2 separate regions of the Ctenopharyngodon idella genome follow, and region 2 is linked to region 1. A link is a contact called in public Hi-C data. All regions are on one chromosome and are shown on one strand. The core of a region is the stretch at or near the end of the contact, and the rest is flanking DNA. Distances in the headings are between cores, read along the strand shown. Region 1 holds the start of usp11 (ubiquitin specific peptidase 11). Region 2 holds the start of tsr2 (TSR2 ribosome maturation factor).

The links. Hi-C and Micro-C count contacts between places; a contact is called where the count stands out from the background.
Region 2: a contact with region 1 is called in a Hi-C map of muscle, with 2.5 times the contacts expected there. The contact joins the promoter of tsr2 here to the promoter of usp11 in region 1. A contact is called at or near these places in 2 of 2 Hi-C or Micro-C datasets (both in muscle).

The regions. Positions count from the first base shown.
Region 1 is chr8:29,623,855-29,629,832 of HZGC01, reverse strand. usp11 (ubiquitin specific peptidase 11) reads left to right here and starts at 3,247. Exons shown (of 21, transcript XM_051902731.1): 1 at 3,247-3,459; 2 at 4,097-4,206; 3 at 4,661-4,791; 4 at 4,890-5,007. The coding sequence starts at 3,350.
Region 2 is chr8:29,764,159-29,770,136 of HZGC01, reverse strand. It overlaps tsr2 (TSR2 ribosome maturation factor), which reads right to left and starts at 3,316. Exons shown (of 5, transcript XM_051902539.1): 1 at 3,171-3,316; 2 at 2,744-2,834; 3 at 2,564-2,655; 4 at 2,304-2,468; 5 at 1-569. The coding sequence starts at 3,251. The coding sequence ends at 441. cdk16 (cyclin-dependent kinase 16) reads right to left here. Exons shown (of 17, transcript XM_051902538.1): 17 at 3,867-5,978.

The DNA of each region.
Region 1 (5,978 bases), core at 1,998-4,497:
ACGTTACTCTGTGCGTTCGCTCGGCGGCTGCTGTGAGACACTTGTTACACTGCAGTAAGCGATTTTAGAATATCATATTAAATGCTGGATGTGTTGTGTTGATAAATGGCATGCAATTAATTTTAAAATGTATTGTATGATGGAGAAAATGCTGTATTACTGTTACTAAAAATAAAGCTGCATCTGATTATGCTATGTTAGCTACTTCACAAAATAGTGTTTTTCTCTGAGGCATAGTAAAGCATGGTACTTGCAAAAAAATCAAGAAAATTAGATTTAAACAATAAGACTAATTGTGTTGAGCTATATAACAATAATTAGTTTTCTGTCTATAAATATATCAAAACAGTTGTTCCCTTGTCTTTAAAAACGCAACATATTAAAGCATCTTTGGTGTTTTCATGGTTTCTACAAAATAAAACCGGAAACCGAGGGTAACGCGGGTATGACGCAATTGACAGGCAACTCCTCACACGTCCCGGAGCCTTGGTTAAAAGTGCAATTTTCTCACGATTTACAAATAGTTGCAAACATTTGGGATATTGTAAGTACTCAAGTGAACAAAATATATAACACTGGCCTAGTGGCTTTTGGATGTTTTACTGCAAAATTCTTACATATTGTGCCTTTAAGGAAACATTCCATTTTATCATTTTGCAAACATTATGGGAATGTTACTTGAATGTTTCTGAACATTTAAAAAATGCTAGACAAACTAAAATGTTAAAAAAAAACTTCCATGAACGATGTATAGCAACATTTTTGTGCTACCGTTTTGAAAAAAAACCAAGACAACATTGAACAAACATTCTATTGACGTTACTAGAAGAACGTTTGCTCATAACTTTGAGAGAAACTTGCCAGAACAATAGCCAAAGTTTTGAGAACATTCCCTGTTAGCTGGGATCAAGTTAGATCTTAAATACACATTTTACAGTAGATTGTTCTCTCTCATAAGAATAGAGAAAAATTCACTTATAATAATGCATGCTCACACATAAGAGTCCAAGTTCTCATGCATTTTGCATGCACTACTATTGCATTGTCACATGCAATGCACAAGCCACTTTACTTGGGCATAAATATTAATGTGTGTTAAAGAGAATCATTCTGCCCTATTTACATAAGTGCTCAAATCATGTGTGACAGTATGTAGGTGAAAAACACCTAATGGTCCTGTAAAGATGGTGGATCTTGTTCTCTTTTACTACATATGATCTCTCTTTCTCTATGTTGACGAGGAACCATTAGGCTATTGCCAGCACAGTTTACTCAGTCTGAGTGCCTTAACACTAAATCTAGATGACAGACATGTGCGCTGGAGGTGAAGAAATGATGACATCTGATGATAGGGCAATAGAGGACTAAACACAGACTGCTACAGAGAGACTGAAAGGCACTACAGAGTGAACATTCACCACCAAATTATCAGCTGCTCACAAATCAATCAGCCGTCAGTCAGAAATATGGAATTATGACAATGACACATTTACTGGCCTAAAGATTCAGGGGCAATGAGAAGTTCATGTTCTTTTTGTGCCAGGGGAATGGAAAAAAAGAACAGAAATGACGTATTTTCATTGTGTTAAATAAGAGACTCGGGGAATGTGTGTTCTCAAAGCCACATGTCCAGTCTACACATCAGCTTTACTGTCAACACGACCTCAGGACCTACTGTATCACTTTATAATCATCATCATCAGAAAGAAAATAACTAATTTCCAAGCACTTGCAGCCTTGAGAACATCAGCTTTAGGTCATTTTAGTTTGCATCGTTTTTATTAAATGACATTTCTTAAAAAATATCTAAAGTGTTCAAGGTAAATTTGAACAGTTTAACCATTTTAATCAGATTCTTAACTGATCAATAAAACAATCCATATCTGTGTAATTTGGGTAAATTCGTTCTGTGACAAACACTGCCACCGTGTGCCATATGCGTTGTCCTACAGCCAAAATGTTAGGTTGCTTACGGTTCTCTGACAGGAATGAAGGCATATTATTAGACTGTTAATACTGTCCATTTGTGAAGGATTCTCTGTTGGAATATTATAATTAGATCGTGATAAATAGGTTACAGTGTTGGGTAAGTTACTCTAAAAAAGTAATTAAAGCTGCTGTCCGTACATCATGAATTAATTTTCCAAACTGTGTTTTTGTATTATCCTAAATCACTACGGTACACCTATAATAAGCGTTTATATTCAGACTATTTTAGACTGGTTCGGGTCGTACCTGCGTGACTCCTCATAGACATAAACAGAGAGAAGTAGCTCCGGCTACAGTGTTCTTCCGCAAGACGCACGCAGTTCTGTTGTTTATTAACGCTATAGAGCGCCAAAAGTTATGCTCCCTCACGTGCTATCGGTAATTTGATAATTCCCACTTGTGAAGTCGTGATTATTCCAAGAGCACGTGAAGGCGGCATTAATTACTAGCTACTAATGACATCTTCAACAGTGCAATTAGATTGCTGTACCAATTACTCTTTCTAAAAAGTATTGGATTACTTGTTACTGATTACTTTACAAATCCCATATCAACCTCAGTCAGTTGAACAATTCAAGGATAGACATGAAACTGTACTTTTAATTCTTTCAAATAAACATTATACAATTGCATTAATTATTCTTGAACTGACCAAAGTGTGTAAAGGGAGATGGTTACATTAAAAACATACATTTTAAAATTAAGTTTTGATTTTAAATCCACTATTATTTATATAGAATTGATGTATACACCAGAAGTAACTGTAATTAAATTACAGAAAAATTAAGAGTAGCTAATCCCTTACTTTACTTTTTCAAGGGAAAAGTAATTAAATTACAGTAATTAGATTACTTAGTAATTAATTACACACAACACTTGATATAATAGAAATAATCAGTTTTAGATGATTTATGGGAACATTAATAATAGTTAAATGTTTCAGCAATATTTAATAAGTGATAAAGGATTATTAATAAAATGATTAAATGTGGAAATTAATATTTTTGTAATCAATACACAGAAATGTGTAAATAAATAGTGTACATTACAATTTGCAGAATTAAATAAAGGACAAAATTAATATGAAAACATAAGCTCAGGGTAAATTTTATGAAAATGGCAAGATATTTATCGCATTTGTCTTTTATTTATTTAGTTAGTTAGTTAGTTAATTAATTATCAGATTTTATCTAACAAAATATGTTCAAACTAAACTCTCTCTTACATCACACACGCCCTCGAAATCCGCCCCCTTTCGCAAGGCGGAAGTTGTCATTCTAACCGCTTCCTACTTCCTGCGTCAAAACATTCCGGTCTGTCTATGCGGCTCTAACGCTCTTTTCGGATTTTATGAGTGATTATGGCTGCGAACTGCAGCACCGGTTCGGCTACGGAGCCTCCGGGACTAGAGACCCAGTGGCGGGAGATCGACAACCTGAACCAGCAACAGCTGCGGGCCGGAGACAGCTGGTAAGAGAAACTTCATCCTAAATAACAAACAAACAAACATTCAATAAACAACCACAACAACACAGATAAAGCACTAACAGATCTCTATAAAATTGATATGTTTGAGTTGTGGGGCTTGAGGGTTTTCAGATTCAATAGTACATATACCAGTGTGATTGAGAGAGTTAAAAATGATTTAAAGATCACATAAGAGAGCGAAACTAACATACAGGTGGGGTTTCAGGCCTGATAGATCTGTTTATCTGGTTAACAGCTTCCTAAGCAGCATTAAGTTTTGACATGTTGGTTGTCTTACGACATTCCCAACTCTGCCTGCTTTAAATTGTTTCATTTCATTTTCAAAAGTATTACTACACTTGCTTTAAGTTTCACTTCCATCTCTGGAAGGTGTGTCAGTCTGTTATGGGAAAGTTACTTTCGGTTTGTTCCAGTTCCTTGGACAGGAAAGGCAGATCTGCCATAATTCATTCTCGTCCTAAGAGGCAGATGACAAGCGTTTGGTGTCTTAATCCGTGTCTGACACTGGCGCCCTGTGCAGTTTACATTAAACAGATTTGTCCTAAAGCTCATTAAATGATGTTGGACTGATGTAACCAAGCAGTGCTGAATGTGACAGATGCAAGTATCTGTTTTCCAGGTATTTGTTGGACAAGAGATGGTTTGATCAGTGGAAAGAGTATGTGCACACCGGTGACCAAAATTCGTCCTCTTATCCTGGAAAGATTGATAACACCGAGCTCTTTGAAGGTACGTTTTGGTATTCTGTTATGTTAAAGTCACCATGAAATCAAAATTGGCAATTCTTCATTTTTTATAGAGTAAAATCCCTCATAATCTTTAATCAAAATAGCTTTCCCTTCCTCTTGCAATGACATCTCTTCTCTGATGAATTGTTTACTGGTGTGAGGGCGGGGCAACCTGTCACTCACATGAGATCCACCAATAGCAAACCACAACCATTCAGTGAACCAATCAATTCCTGATAGACAAAATCAAGTCCCGTCCTACATTTTTTTTCTCATTCGAGAACCCGTTTCAATTGGATATACATCAGAAAAGACTATCGCAACTTCTGTTTCATGCTGACTTTAAGAACAAGATCTCATAGCAGCCTCATAAAAAAGTTTAATGTCTCATTCTATGTAAATCTGTTCCCTTAATAACCGTGGGAATGAAGAATATGTTTGTATGCTTTCTGTAGATTTGGATTCATACCACCTGAAAGAGAGGCTGTCTGAGAATGAGGACTTCATCCTGGTCCCATCAGAAGCCTGGCATAAACTCTTGTCATGGTATGACTTGATGGACGATCAGCCTCCTTTGGAAAGAAAGGTAGTGTTAACCAGACTTTTCTTTGTATTGGAGTCAGTCAAATGAGATGTTCAGAATAGGCAGTGTTTGTCAATAAGTCTTCATCTTTCTCTTTGCAGGTTGTTGATCTTCCCAGCACTGTTAAAGTGGAGGTCTACCCTGTGGAGATCTACCTCTGTCTCTCCAGTAACTTGGAGAGCACTGTAACTGCACGGTTCAGTCGAGCAGACAAGATACGTGAGTAAAGGCTGTTAATGTATAGACTAGTTTTGAAAAGTATTTAGACATTTAAAAATGTATGATTAAGATGCAGTCTCACTAGGCTTTTGGTATGTAAAATTACTGCAGTGAGGGCTACTGTTTTTAATAAGTAATGTATCCGAAATAACAAATAATAATGCATTCAGGATTAATAATAATAATGAATTGTCCACTTTACTCTTTGTATTGAGCTCAATTTGTGACGTTTAGATCCTCTACTGGTATATATGTCTTGTTCGCTATACAAATTCATCAAACTTAAAAAAATAAGAAACTTCTTTGCATGTGCTTTCAAAAGTTTCAAGTGTAATTTAATCCTGTGATGCAAAGCTGAATTTTCAGCATCATTACTCCAGTCTTCAGTGTCACATGATCCTTCAGAAATCATTCTAATATGCTGATTTGCTGCTCAAGAAACATTTCTAATTATTTGCAATGTTGAAAACTGCGGCTGAATGTTTTTGTGGAAACTTTTTTTCATTTTTTTTTTCATGAATAGAAAGTTCAAGATAACAGCATTTATTTGAAATAGATTTGTTTTGTAACATTATAAATGTCTTTACTGTATGGAAGCTTGTTTTCGCCATGAAATAAAAAAGGTAATTGCAACTTTTTATCTCACAATTCTGACCTTTTTTCTCAGAATTGCGAGATATACAGTCAGAATTGTGAGAAAAAAGTCTGAAAAATGCGAGATGTAAAGTCAGATTTGCGAGATATAAAGTCAGATTTGCGAGATATAAAGTCAGAATTGCGAGTTATAGTCAGAATTGTGTGATATGAAGTCAGAATTGTGTGATATGAAGTCAGAATTGTGAGATATGAAGTCAGAATTGTGAGATATGAAGTCAGAATTGTGAGATATAAAGTCAGAATTGTGTGATATGAAGTCAGAATTGTGATATAAAGTCAGAATCGCGAGGAAAAAAGTCAGAATCACATGATAT
Region 2 (5,978 bases), core at 2,067-4,566, 140 kb before region 1:
ACTGTTGCAGTAATACTGCAGTGACAGAAGGGGGCGATAAAGGACCATTTCATGCATTAACCTGCAAATTATAAATAAGGATATACACAGCAAGTCAAAGAGAAAATTCAGAGTTGTAGCAAATAACTAGACCATAGAAATTTATATACATATTTGTATATGCACAAAAGCATACCAGTTACAAAACATATGCAAATGAAAATCACTGGACTATAGTCATAATGTCTTATAACTAATCATTTATGAAAGAAACCCCAAGAGGTCCAGTGAAGTAATCCATCTGTTTTGATCTGCACAGGTGTTTAAACATTAGTCAGATGTAACATATAGGTTTTGTAAGTTTGTTGCGGTTGCAAATACATAAGTATCCACAGTAGAAGAAGTCCTTAAAATGTGTTTTAAATTAAGAAATTCATCAGTCCTAATACTTTTAAGTCCTGCTACTTCTTTCTGCGTACAACCGTCCATCCGTCATCCTGTTCCTCGTGACTCGTGGCCGGTGGAAGCTGCTCCTTCACTGCTGCGCCGTTCACTGAAGGTCCTTCTGCACCTCCATCACACTCCATAGCCTGAGAGAAAAACAACCAGTGAGGTTATTCATTCTTAATGGGGGCAATTGCATGCGATACGTGCTGTACTACAGTGTTTCTGAATTGGGTTGTGGAGTGTGCCGTCAAAGAAACAACAACAACAAACATTTGTTTTTCTGATGCAAGCTCTCAAAAAAACTGATGCAAGACTTTTATTTTGAAAGAGGTTGACATTTCTGTCAGACACAGTTTAAAGAGGACCTATAATGCCCCTTTTACAAGATGTAATATAAGTCTCTGGTGTTTCCAGAATGTGTCTGTGAAGTTTCAGCTCAAAATACCCCACAGATCATTTATTATAGCTTGTGTGTGTCCCTTTAAATAAAAATGAGCTGCTTCTCCCAGACCCCTTTCCAGAAGAGGGCGGAGCTTTAACAGCTCACGCTTCGGTTGCTCAACAACAACAAAGCTGGAGAATCTCACACAGCTAAAATGAGGATTGTCAGTAACGGTGTTCAGCCTTACATTGTTCAAACCGGAGTTGGACACTGATGGAGAGACTCAGGAAGAAGTTACAACTTTTAGAAAGAAACTGGACGTTTCTGAATGGTTAGTGGATAAATTTATGTAGTTGCTGTGGAGTTGATTCAACTCATCGACTAGCATGTGCCGTCATGTTAAGCTGCAAATCCAATTGAATTGACCCTCGTTTGTGAAGCAGTCCGGCGTAAAATGACGGCATGGTAACAACACTCTACCACAACAACTCTTCCTCTTCTCTAAAGCAGCTCAACATGCCCTCACCCCCTTTGTTGTGTGCTCTTGGGGGCAGGGTTTATGTAAATTTTAGGGTTAGTGACGTCACTAACCCAGGAAGAAGCTCGTTGTAGTCCCTACCAGTCGTTTGTTGTAGTCCTTAAAAAGTGATTTCTGTAAAAGAAAATATCTCGCTTTGCATTGAACTTTGAGCGTCGTAACTTTGCAGATGTTGTTTATGCTCAAACAGCAACATTACACACTAACTAAAGTTAAAAAAGTGAAATCATAATCAACCACCCCTTTAAGAGTGCCTGAGAAAAACGCGTTGTCCTGATTCAGTATTTGCGGTCAGATGAGATGTCAGGCTACATATCAGTGTCATCATTTTAATGTTATTTTTCGTAACTTGTGACTACTAAAAAAAAAGTCTCTCGCCTCAGAAAATCAAATTTTCCTGTCCTGTCAGCTGTTATACTGTGCTCGTAGCGCGCACTCTTCAATTGCGGTGACAAGCCATGTATATCGCAATTACGAGCATGCAACGTCACAGTTATGTTGTCAATTATTAAGCCATGAAATTACCAAAAAGTACCAATAAATCACTTAACTGGTACTTTGTGTGTTAGCTGGGAAGGATTTGTATGCAGGTATGATGTTAAATCGTATTCATCAGCAGCAGTTTCCATATCTTTCATTAACAGTTCATGCTAGTATTGTGTATTTTACCATGGTAACTTTTGTTTCCTTAACATGGTAACCTTAAACTAGTTTGGGACTGTTATATGTTTATTCATCAGTATTAGTCATATTCTTACAATTTATGTGTATCTTAAGTAAAGTCAACCATTTTTATGAAAAAAATTTGCTTGGGTTTTAAATGCAAGTGTATAATTCTTATAGGCTAATTACACACATAAATATATATATTTTTATTAGGTCAAATAATAATAAAAAAGGCCTATAATCCTTATTTTTATATGTGTGTGTGTGTGTATGTATATATATGTACTGTACCTCTTCATCTTCACACTCATCATCATCATCATCAGGTGTTTTGGCAGGTGTGGCCTTTGCCCTCCCAGCGCTCTTCTTCTCAACGAGCTGGTTGATCTGCTCTCTGACCTCCGTCAGTTTGCCCTGCTGACACTGCTGGAACATCACACACACCTTCTGTGCCACCTGAGCAAGAGCCAAGACCAGAAGAGTTTCACAAACATACATATTTACCATCTGTAAGCATATGTAATTCTAATATATTCATAGACAAAGCAAACCTGAGGCAAGCTGCCATCATCCACCACAGTGTCGAATTCATTGTTCATCAGCTCTGAGATGAAATCCTCCACTTCATCCTGCTGCAGCTCATCTGTGGGGAGCACAAACGGGGTTTGCTGTAAGTTGACATCAGAAAACATCCTATAAAGTGTTAGAGGGAATCATTTGACAGCTCTGACCGTTGTCGATGAAATACTGCTGCAGCGCGTCCACCATCCACTCCGCTTTCTGCTGACTATAAGCTCCACCAAAACCATTATCGACCGCGATCTGTGAGAAAACACTGAGCTCGTTAATTTCTCAATCCATTACATCTATAAATCAGAAGTAGGTGCAGCCACTCCCGGGAGGAAGATCAAATCGAGCTGCGCATAATCGCAATTCCTGTGCAGCTAGACAAAATATCCATACAAGAAGACTTAAAGGGTACATATATGTTTATTGTAATATATTAACTTCTTGTTTATACTTTGCAGTGCTAACATGCTAATCTGTTAGCAGTCATATTTATGATTACTAAATAAAATTCGGCTCAAACTGAAGATTGCCTAATAATATTCTACGAATAATATATTTTTCGGAATGTAATGTTATGAATTTACTAACTTGCAGCACCGGCCACGTTTCCAAAACAGCCCGAACTGCCTCACTGAACAATTCACGTGTGGAAGATGCGAGCGGCGCCATCTTGAAAGCAGACCTGAAGAGTCGATCACAGCCTTCAGAGGCTGACAGTGAAGATTCACCAGGCAAAATAATCTATCACAGAAACCGCATCACTAGAAACTTGATGATGTTCAAGGGTTAGTTCACCCAAAAATGAAAATTCTGTCATTTATTACTCACCCTCATGTCGTTCCACACCCGTAAGACCTTCGTTCATCTTCGAAACACAAATTAAGATATTTTTGGTAAAATCCGATGGCTCAGTGAGGCCTCCTTTGACAGCAAGTTAATTTACACTTTCAATGCCAAGAAAGGTACTAAAGACATATTTAAAACAGTTCATGTGACTACAGTGGTTCAACCTTAATGTTATGAAGCGACGGGAATACTTTTTGTGGGCCAAAAAACAAAATAACGACTTTATTCAACAATTTCCTCTCTTCAGTATCAGTCTCCGACGCACGTTCACAAGAGCACCACAACGCTTACAAATAGCTTTTATAGACCCATAGAAGGCATAAAAAATAGGACATGATACAAATGATTATTCAGAAATGTACATACTTTTATTTAATTGTATATCTTTGATACAATAAATGAACTGAATAATAACATTTTTAAAGATGAGTCTGGGAATACTGGGGATATAAGTATGTGGGTTTTATTATAACAGTAATTCTCTGCAGTGAAACTGGCTCAGTAAGAAACACAAAGCAGGGTGTCAGCATTATAACATTCCTTGGAAAAATTAAACACCAACCCATGCAAGGCTTCGGATAACTTTGGCATTGACCAATAGCAAAAGCTGAAAAGCAGTCAACAAACCAAGCTGCTGTATAATACAAGAGGCGCATATTTACTTCTTAGAAATCTTGAAATGAGAAAGAACCACATTGATTTATGTCAAAGAAAGAACACAGATCAAATTTGAAATTCTCATTTTAAATATATGGCTGCTAAGAACATCACGAAAATATTGTCAATGCACAATGGAGGGGCATTATATGGATTTTAAATAATAATACAAAATAAAATCGTGAGTTCGTGTCACTTTTCAGCTTCATCCTGGAGCTCAACTGTGGTCACTATGAGCCGTGTATGTAATCATAAATGTATGATTTCCTTCAAGGATAACAATTAAAAATATAAACCCTTCCTCAAACTTATGTTTATAGTCATATTGATGGGTCATATTGGTATCAGTTTGGTGCCATTTCTCTTGGTTATTTGATTTATCAACTGTTCACAATGCAAAAGAAACTGTTCATAACAAAATGATTCATTTTTCATACCTGTATTATTATTATTTTTTTACTGAATCTGAAAGGCACATTTCAAAGTTGCTCCAAAACCAGGTTTGTTTATACCTCTTGGATTTGCACATACATTTTGTAGAGGTGCCTGAACACATAAAAACATATACCTAGTCAATATTAAGCCATCTTTAGTTGTGAAATATGAATGTGTCCAACTATCGGTGATATAAGTTGAGATTTTATAGTTTGTTTATTGGGTTTTCTGGTTATTTTAAAAGAAATCCACACGCTGACAAAGGACTTGTTAGAGTGAGTGACCTGTTAAGTCACTAATTGTCATTAATGTACTAGTCAATATTATAAACCTTTTCAAGATACTGTTGTGGCTGATCTGATTGTGTGTGGATTTGGGTTTATATATGTATATATATGGAATTATTTTTAATATGTAATGGACACATAAACAATGTATAAATTAGTGCTGTCAAATCGATTAATCGTGATTAATCGCATCTAATGTAAAAGTTTGTATATATATATATATATATATATATATATATATATATGTGTGTGTGTGTCTATATATATATACACATGTATACATATGCACACACACACATAATATACATTTACAAACTTTTAACTTTGTGAGATGCGATTAATTGCGATTAATCGATTTGACAGCACTAATATGAATATTATTACATTTAAATACGAGTTAAAAAAAAAAGTAAAACAAAATTCAAGTTTGAGACATTGATTATATTGCCAGCAAAAATTATTCACATTTGTTCTGTTCCACCTGAATGTTTTACAGCTTGTTTGTGCCAATCTTCTGCATCCACTTCCTGCTTTATAATCGACAGAATTGGTTGCAAATGAGCATTCATACAAGCAACATGAAGAAACAGTCAGCCATTGTTGTGTATTGTAATTATTGGTAAAGGTTTTCCATTTCAACATACTTCTGAACCACATATTCTTGGGTGAAAAGACTGACTATTGCAATTAAGAACTCAAAGATTAAAAACAAAAAACATTGCATCAAACAACTGTTATTTGTGGTTAACATTTCTAGACTCAAACAAAGTGACCACTCATATATGCATACTTACTGTCAATCAGAAAATATACTATGGCTATCTGAGAGGATTTCCTGCATTAGATATCCATGAGATGTGAAATGTACATTAACAGTGAGTATTGCTTAATGTGTGTTTAAACTGCTTTTAATATATTTATATAACAGCAGACCTTCTCGCTCGCTTCTTGCCTTCACATATGGACAAACGCCAACTGCAGAAGAGCAGTAAAATGGCTGAGAATCCTCAAACTTTGGGCTCTTTTAGTGTATACAATTGCAAAATAAAAAAGCTAAAGAAAATAATACTGTACTGATCAATTATCAAGTTTTGTTTAGCATAAAATGCCCGTTCAAAAAGGTTGAGTTGTACAAAAGAAACATACTGAAAACCGTATGAAGTCCATATTG